2 separate regions of the Mus musculus genome follow, and region 1 is linked to region 2. A link is a contact called in public Micro-C data. All regions are on one chromosome and are shown on one strand. Each heading gives the region's core, a stretch centred on a gene start, on an enhancer-like site or on the middle of the called end of the contact. The rest is flanking DNA. Distances are from core to core; before and after follow the strand shown. Region 1 holds the start of Galnt11 (polypeptide N-acetylgalactosaminyltransferase 11). Region 2 holds the start of Gbx1 (gastrulation brain homeobox 1).

Region 1 (3,757 bases), core at 206-2,705, 700 kb after region 2:
ATATCCACTTGTCTCTGCTGTCCTTCCCAGTGCTGAGATAAAAGGTGTGTGGCAGCACTGCCTTGCTCTGGCCATGTCTTTGTGGTTTCCTGAGAGGTTTAGCTGAGTAAGGAAAACCTACCTGGAATGTGGGTGGCCATGGAGCAGGGATCAAATAAAAAGAAAAAAACAAAACAAAACAAAAAAACAAAACAAACCAGGTTGTAAGATGAGCACCAGCCTCTCTGGGCCTCCTGAGGGTGAAGTGTCACAGGCTACCTTAGACCTCTGCTTGCCATGGCTTACCCACCACAGCAGAGGCTGTACCTCACACTGTGGCCAAAATAAACCCTTAAGTAGTTTCTGTCAGGAACGTTGTCACACATACAGGAACAATAGCAGACACATGGTTATGGCATGACAATGCTTCTGTTCTATTGCCCTCTCGTGAGAGAGTCATCCCTTAAACAACCATGAGTTCCCGTTAAGATGCTGTGTGGACAAGAATGGGAACTATGAAAAATGCTTTCTTTGGCATTGAGCAGCAACTGTTTGACTGAGGGCAATGGCCATGGAAGGACACAGATAAGGGCCATCAGGATTTCAGCCTTAAGGATAGACCTAGGTAACCTCACAGAGCATCCTACAGCCTCACAATACTAGTAAGTATTTGGCAGGGCCACATATGAGTTAATTTTGTGCCACTGTGTTGACAACTTAAAGGGAAAAGAGTTATTTTGGTTCATGGTTACTGAGGGTTTATTGCATGGTTGCTTGGCCATCGCATTTGAGCAGAACATCAGGATGACAGCAGTATATGGGGTAGGTTATTTACTTCATGATGGGCAGGAAGCCAGAAGGAGACTTGGACAATTGGACCAGGTAAGACCCTCGGACATCCCTGATCCTTCTCCCTCTAGATTGACCCCCACCTCCAAAAAGTTTCTACAATCTTTGGCAATTGCACCACCAGCAGGCACCAAGCTCCACATAAGCCCCAGTGGGGCATTTCAAGTCAAAGTCGGTCACCACAGCCAGTTAATGCAGGAGGGAAGTATCCTGGGTTAATGCTAGCTAGAACAATTTATTGGTTCAGGAGATGCTGCTTTCTTAAAAATAAGGGACGCAGAATTTTCTCCTTACATATGTCCCATTGCTCTACCAGACATCACGGATTTAAAAAAAAAAAGTCTTGGCTGAATAGCATGGTGAGATAACAGGATTAATATAGATACCCGTCAATGTAAAGCAGCATTAATGGACCAACTACCAAAACCTTACCATTCTGTTTGATCTGCTAAATTTCCTCACATTCTCTCCAAGAAAAAGTCGTCCCCTCATCTAAGCTTCTCTCTGGAGTGAACTTCACTAAGGCCCTATGGGACAGAGCTCAGCTCCACACTGGGCGGGGAGGAGCCCGGGCCTCGTGACGCCAGGCCGCGGGCGGTGACGTCATCCTCGGAGGCGAGGGCGTGCGTGCGGTGACGCGTGCCGTGACGCGAGGGCTCCGCAAGGCTGCGTGTCGTGGGCCGCGTCGCGCGCCGCGGCTCGTGCGGCTCGGCCCGGGCTGTGGCGGGAGCGGAGATGCCGCAGCCCGTGCCCTGGAGCGCCGCTATCCCGGCCTGCGGGTGTCGCGGTGAGTAGCCGGCCCGCGGCGCTTGACCCCGCGCGGCCTACGTCGGCGCCTGAGCGTGGGCTGCGGCCTGAAGGGACGCGGCTGCTGGAGCAGGCTTGGTGGCCTGGGAGGCCAGAGCTGCTTCCGGATTCAACAGCAGTGATGGGTACTGCGCATGGCCGTTCTCTCGGTGGCCGTAACCTCCAGCCAGTGTTGTGATTTACTAGAAAAAAATACCGATTTTATCTTTATTGCTGTTATTACGGTCAGGATTTAGACCGCGTCGGTACAGGAGGCTGGAAGACAGAAAGGATGCATGTTTCTTTGCAGTATGCTTGTTAAAAAAATTACCTTTTATGGTTTTCGTACACCCCAAACTAGTGCTTTAAATATAAATATAGGAAGACCCGCCACCTGTCTGTCAGATCTTGTCCTTTTACTTTGAGAGCCATCATGTTGGTTGGTTGCTTATCTTCAAACAAAAAATGAGACCCTGGAGACGCTTTCTAGTCCGTGGGCCCAACAAAACAGTTACTTCAAACTTATTTCTTCTTTTATTTGAAATAATGCTTTAAGAAAAACAGGAAGTAAGCCTTTCTTACCCTCAGCATGTGCCTGCCACGGAGCTCTGCAACTGAAATGTCACCATACCGTAGTCTATAGTTTTCATTTGATGGCCCTGGAATCAAATCTCTAACATTTCTGTGCTGTTTCTTGCCAGGTTTCTTAACAATTTTATATTACTATTTTTCTTGTGAAGTATAATTAACATGAAGTTTATTGATTATTTTACTAGTATAGTTGAATGGCATCGGGTACATTCACAGTGTTGTCTTAACAGGCAGTGCCATATATTTCCAAAATCAATCACTCAGGACAGACATTATAACATAGGGCAGGGACTCCTGCTCTTCTTCAGTCTCTCAGTTTACCTGGTTTAGATACTTCATTTGAATTGGAATCCATGGTCTTTCCTTTATCTGTATCTGTTTGAGGCTATTCTTGGTTGTCAACTTGACAACCAAAAATGGCTAGACACAACTGTGAGAGATTTTTGCTGAATTAAATCATTTGAAGTGGGGAGAGCATTTCTAATCTGTATCTTTGAGGTGGGAAGATCCACCTTTAATCTAAGGCCACACCTTCTGCTGGCAGCCTTTACAAAGGCTATGGAATAAGGAAGCCCCCTCTTTGCCTGCTTGCTCTCACCCATACTTGAAAGTCCATATTCCTTCACTGGCATTAGAGCCTGTTTGTATGCTGGATTCCAGTGTATGCTGAAGAACAGCCGAGACTTCCAGCTTTGTGGATGAGCAACTAGATTCTTGGACTTGACATCAGTAGACGGCCATTGTTGGACTTGCGGGAGTACTCTAATAAATCCCCCCTCTCTCTATATGGAGAAATCCATTCTATAATTTCTGTTACTCTAGAGAATCCTGGCAAATAGTTTCTCTGCTTTCTGTCTTTGGAATGTCTATGGAAGGTTTGAATTGCTTAGTTCGTGTTTGAAAAGCACTGACTGCTGAGTCTGATGGCTCCACTTGTCTGGCTTGGTCTCCAGTGACCTTTATGGCCTTTCATATTGCTTGTCAGCACATCTTCTGGATGTACCTTGGAACCCTTCTTCTTTTTTTTTTTTTAATTTTTTACTAGGTATTTAGCTCATTTACATTTCCAATGCTATCCCAAAAGTCCCCCATACCCACCCACTCCCCCTTTTTGGCCCTGGCATTCCCCTCTACTGGGGCATATAAAGTTTGCAAGTCCAACGGGCCTCTTTTTCCAGTGATGGCCGCTTAGGTCATCTTTTGATACATATGCAGCTAAAGACAAGAGCTCCAGGGTACTGGTTAGTTCATAATGTTGTTCCACCTATAGGGTTGCAGATCTCTTTAGCTCCTTGGGTAATTTCTCTAGCTCCTCCATTGGGGGCCCTGTGTTCCATCCTTGGAACCCTTCGGAAGTCTTTTCCTAGGTTCTTCTCCAAAGTTCCCAGTGTCCCAGAGGATCTGTTCAGTATCTGTTCTCTGCACCTGCTCTTCCTTTGTTACGTAAACCTGCTCTGCATTGGTTTCTCTGTAGCTTCAGCTACAGTTCCCGTGTGTCTTAAGTTTCTGTGTGAAGCCTGGGTTCCAATGTGAAGGCATTGCCCTATCTTCA
Region 2 (4,089 bases), core at 837-3,336:
TCCCTCCAGCTCTGGGCTTTCTTATGTGTGCCTGGTTTTGTCTCCTGCCCTGTGACCTCCACAGCATCTTTTCAGTATCAAGCCCTTCTGAACTATCCCAATCCTTCCTTCTTAGGAACCTCCTGCCGGTTTCCGTCCTCCAAGCTCTGCCCTGCCCTCTGGTCTGAAGATCCTGTCTCCTAACTCTGGGAGCTCTAGTCTGCTAAGGAGATGCTGCTCTGACTTCCGATTCTCTTGGGCCAACCAGTTTGGAAAAGGAATTAGCAGAAGAATCCCCACAGCCAAAACGTCCAGAACCAAATTAGAAAAAAAAAAAAAAATAGAAGGCAGGCTTCTTGACAGCCGCTGGCATCTGAGAGTGAGCAGCGCTGAGGGCAGTTTCACAGCAGGGACATCAGGAATGGCCCGTCCTAGCCAATGATTCTTGGACCCTCTTCTTGCCTCTGCTATAGTCAGCCTCCAAATCCTTCTGGTCCTTCCCATCCCAACCTAAGTGCCATGGACTGAGAAGCAGAAATGGGCTCGTCTTAGTGTGAAGGAAGTTCCAGCCCTCTACCCTTGCACGGGCTAGCTTTCTTAATTAGAACTCACCAGATTGCAGAAACCTTGATCTCGGCACACCTGGCTCTTCCAGGCTAGGAAACCGCTCTAGAGTAGATACTGAGGTCAGGACAAGAGGGCTTCAAGGGAATGGAGTCTGATTGGGTTCGTTTACTACACCCTGTTTCTGTGGAGAAGGCATCCTCCCGGGGAGAGCTCAGGGCTCTTAAATGATGGCTCAGCTGAATCTTAGCAGGATTCTCAACTCCCAAGTCTTTATGCCACACCCAGTTCTGCCAGCCTTTAGCATTTCCAGTCCTGGCCAGCCCTGGTCCAGCACCCTCCCTGGTTCTCCAGTTTTGAGAGCGACCTCTGCTAAGGTGAAGGAAGCCACAGGCTCACCAGGCCCTGCATCCAGAAAGCCCATTCCCATCGTTGAGTGTTGAGGGGTCGATTCAGACCGTGTCCCCACATACTAAGCTGACAGTTACCCTAACATGCTGTCACCCTAGGGTCCTGCTGAGGCCCTCAAGAATACAACCTTTGAGAGGAGAAAAAACGAAGGGATTCTGAAAAAGAGATGGGGCGAGGTTTGTGGACTATAATGCCTTGAGAAACGTACTGCCGGTGAGACTTCAGGCGCTCCGGGGCAAGAGCAGGGCTTTGGGACCTGGAGATGTCCACTACTGAACACCGCGTACGATCTGGAGTCCGGCACTCCAGGGCTCCAAGCAGATGGCGGGAGTTTTGGACCGGTCTCGGATCTGGGACTTCCTGACGGTCAAACCCGTGTCGGTCCCAGCACTTACCCGGTAGACTCGGGAAAGTCTCAGAGAAGTGCGGAGGCGGGGGCGGCGGAGGTTCAGTCACTTTCTCGCGCGCGGGCAGCAGCTCCTCAGCGTCCAGCGCTCCGTCAGTGCGCCGGGCCGCGGGCTCCGGGTTGCTTCGCGAGGCGGTGGAGGCGGCGGCGGCGGCGAGCTCCGGGGGCCCGTAGTAGGCGTCCGGGGGCTCTGCGAAGCTGGGCAGCGCAGTGGTCAGCGCCACCATCGAGGGCACCGCCTGGCCCAGCCCCGCGCAGAAGGTATTGCTCAGGCGGCCGGCGAACGAGGCGAGCGGGGCGAGCGGCGGCAGGCCGGCGGGCAGCGGCGCGGGGGCCAGCGCCTGCGGCAACACGAGCGGCCGGTAGGGCATGAACATGGGGTAGCCGGTGTAGAGCAGGTGGCCCGAGCGCGGCGGCGGCGGCCCGATGAGCGAGTCGATGGAGAAGGCGGCGCCGGGGCCGCCGCTGCTCCCGCCGCTGCCCCCGGGGGCGCCGCCGCCTGCCGCTCTCTGCATGGCGCTGCCCGGGCCCCGCCGTGCGCCCCGCGCGGACACGCAGGGCTCGCTGCGGGCGCGCGGGCCGAGGTGGCGGCGGGGCGCGGGCTCGGCGCAGTGTGGCTCCGGCGCCGCGCTCTCTCGCTCATAAGGAGGGAGGGGGCGGGCGGGCGGGTTGGGGGTGTCGCCCTCCGGACTCATCCATCTTCCTCAAATTACGCTTCACTTGCTCCCTCCGCCCGCCGCCGCTCCCGGCTCCCGCGCCCCGCGCCCCGCGCCTTTTCAGTGGCCCGGCCGGCCCGGGACCCCGCCCGCCCCCCGCGGCCCAACCAACTATTATTAATGCAGATTGATGAGGCCGGACCCGCGGCTTTGTGAAAGTTTGCGGCGGGCGAGGAGGCGGCGGCGGCAGCTGGCTAGGTCCTCTCCCCGCGCCCGGACGTGCTCCCGGCTCAGCCCACGCGGCCCGGGCTCGGCGCGGCTCGAAGGGCGAGAGGAGCGCGGCAGGGCGGGGCGGGGGTGCGCAGGACGCCAGGAGCGACTCGGGGCGCACCGAGTGGCGATCCCTAGGAGCCCCGATGCGGCGCGGGGCAGCAGGGGGCGCGCTCTCCGCCCAGGGCCCCGTGCGCGCCCGGGGCCACTCGTGGGCGACCGCTTTCCTACTGTCTTCCCAGTGCCTTCGCACTCTCTGCCTGGGACTCGGTTCTCTAAGCTCTGGCTCTCGCTCCCTCTCCCTCATTTCTCCTCCATCTCCAACTTCTCGCTTATGCGGGAATTCCTGGGTGCCCACACAGGGCCAAGTACTTACCCTTCCCCCTCCTTCACCTTTCCCCATCCACCTCTCTCCCACCCTTTCCATTCTTTTTCTTCCTCTCACTTTCCTCTCTTTTAGCCGCCTTTAAAATTCCTATTCCTCTCTTTTTGATTCTCTATCCCAGTCTATTTTCTCATTCCCTGCTCTCTCTCTCTCTCTCTCTCTCTCTCTCTCTCTCTCTCTCTCTCTCTCTCTCTCTCTCTCTCTCTCTCTCTCTCTCCCCATTAATTTCCCTGATTGGCTCCCTGGCTCCAGCGCGTCTGATGAGCCCTATTCATTCTCGGGCCTGACACTCTCGACCTGCCCTGGCTGATTGCTGGGGGCTGGCCCTAGGAGCGCTGATGAGCCCCAAGGGTCAGCAGCGCTAATTATCTGCTAATTGCAGATGACTCTGCTCACCTCCCCCATTCCGCCTTGACTGTCCCCCTCCTCTGATTCCCAGCAACAGACTTGTCGTTCTAGAGGCAAAAGTCATTGGCTTTTGGCTGCATAAGCACCTCAGGTCAGAGAGTGAGAACAAGACAAGCAAGAAGAGAGGCTCAAAGTTGCAAATGGAGAGCAAGCCTGTCCAGCAAAAGTGCAGCCTTTGGACTAGGGAACTATTCAGGTGCGGTCAGGAAGAGCCTCACAGTCTAAAGGAGCAATAGCAAAGCCAGACAAATTCAACAGGATGTAGTTTAGGCGTGCGAGTGGTCCTATTTAGATATAGAGGAAAACCTACTGAGCTCCCAAAGAGGACAGAGCTGGGCTGAAGGGACTGCTGGGTCTCTGACATTTGTCCCAAGCAGAAGTATTTTATTAGCTAATGAGCAGAGCTATTGTCACAGTGATGTCAGCAGGGTAGCACTAAGGCAGGATTAAGTAAGATAAGGCTTGAACTGGTTTTGTGGTAACTCTTGCTGATATTCAGAAGCAGGAAGATCAGAAATTTAAGGTCATCTTCAGCTACCTAGGGAGTTCTAGGCCAGTCTGAACCTGGGACCAGGCCACCCTGGGGTACACAGTGAGACCCTCTGAATGGGAGGAGAGGAGGGAGGTCTTGCTTTCTGAATTCATCAGAGAAGTGAAAAGAAGATGGTGTCAAGGCTGCACAGTCCTGATATGCTTTGGACTCTACATTCTCCCAATGAACACAGAGACAGGCTGGGGAGATGCCGCCTTAGAGAAAACTCGGGTGCTTTAGCTAAGGTCTGGGAACTGCAGCTCAAATAAACAACTAGAGCTCATCTTTGGCTAAAGATAGTCTTCTAAGCAAGCTTTGTTAAGTTAGCCAAGCCTTCCCTGTACTGATGGTGAAGACCAGACTTCAAAAGTGTATTGTACTTAAGAAAGGAGAGGTCAAGCTCTCGATTTGATGGCTTTACAGTGTTGGATATGTAATAGAGGCTTATTGACTTGATGAATTATGGAGGGAACTTTGA

The links. A called contact is a pair of places that touch in the nucleus more often than the background predicts.
Region 1: a Micro-C map of the G1E-ER4 cell line shows a contact between it and region 2. The contact joins the promoter of Galnt11 here to the promoter of Gbx1 in region 2. A contact is called at or near these places in 3 of 39 promoter capture datasets (the C10 cell line, hippocampal neurons and liver), 1 of 484 Hi-C or Micro-C datasets (the G1E-ER4 cell line) and 1 of 9 other capture datasets (liver).

The regions. Positions count from the first base shown.
Region 1 is chr5:25,221,417-25,225,173 of GRCm38.p6, forward strand. It overlaps Galnt11 (polypeptide N-acetylgalactosaminyltransferase 11), which reads left to right and starts at 1,456. Exons shown (of 12, transcript NM_144908.4): 1 at 1,456-1,615.
Region 2 is chr5:24,524,762-24,528,850 of GRCm38.p6, forward strand. Gbx1 (gastrulation brain homeobox 1) reads right to left here and starts at 2,087. Exons shown (of 2, transcript NM_015739.2): 1 at 1,350-2,087. The coding sequence starts at 2,055.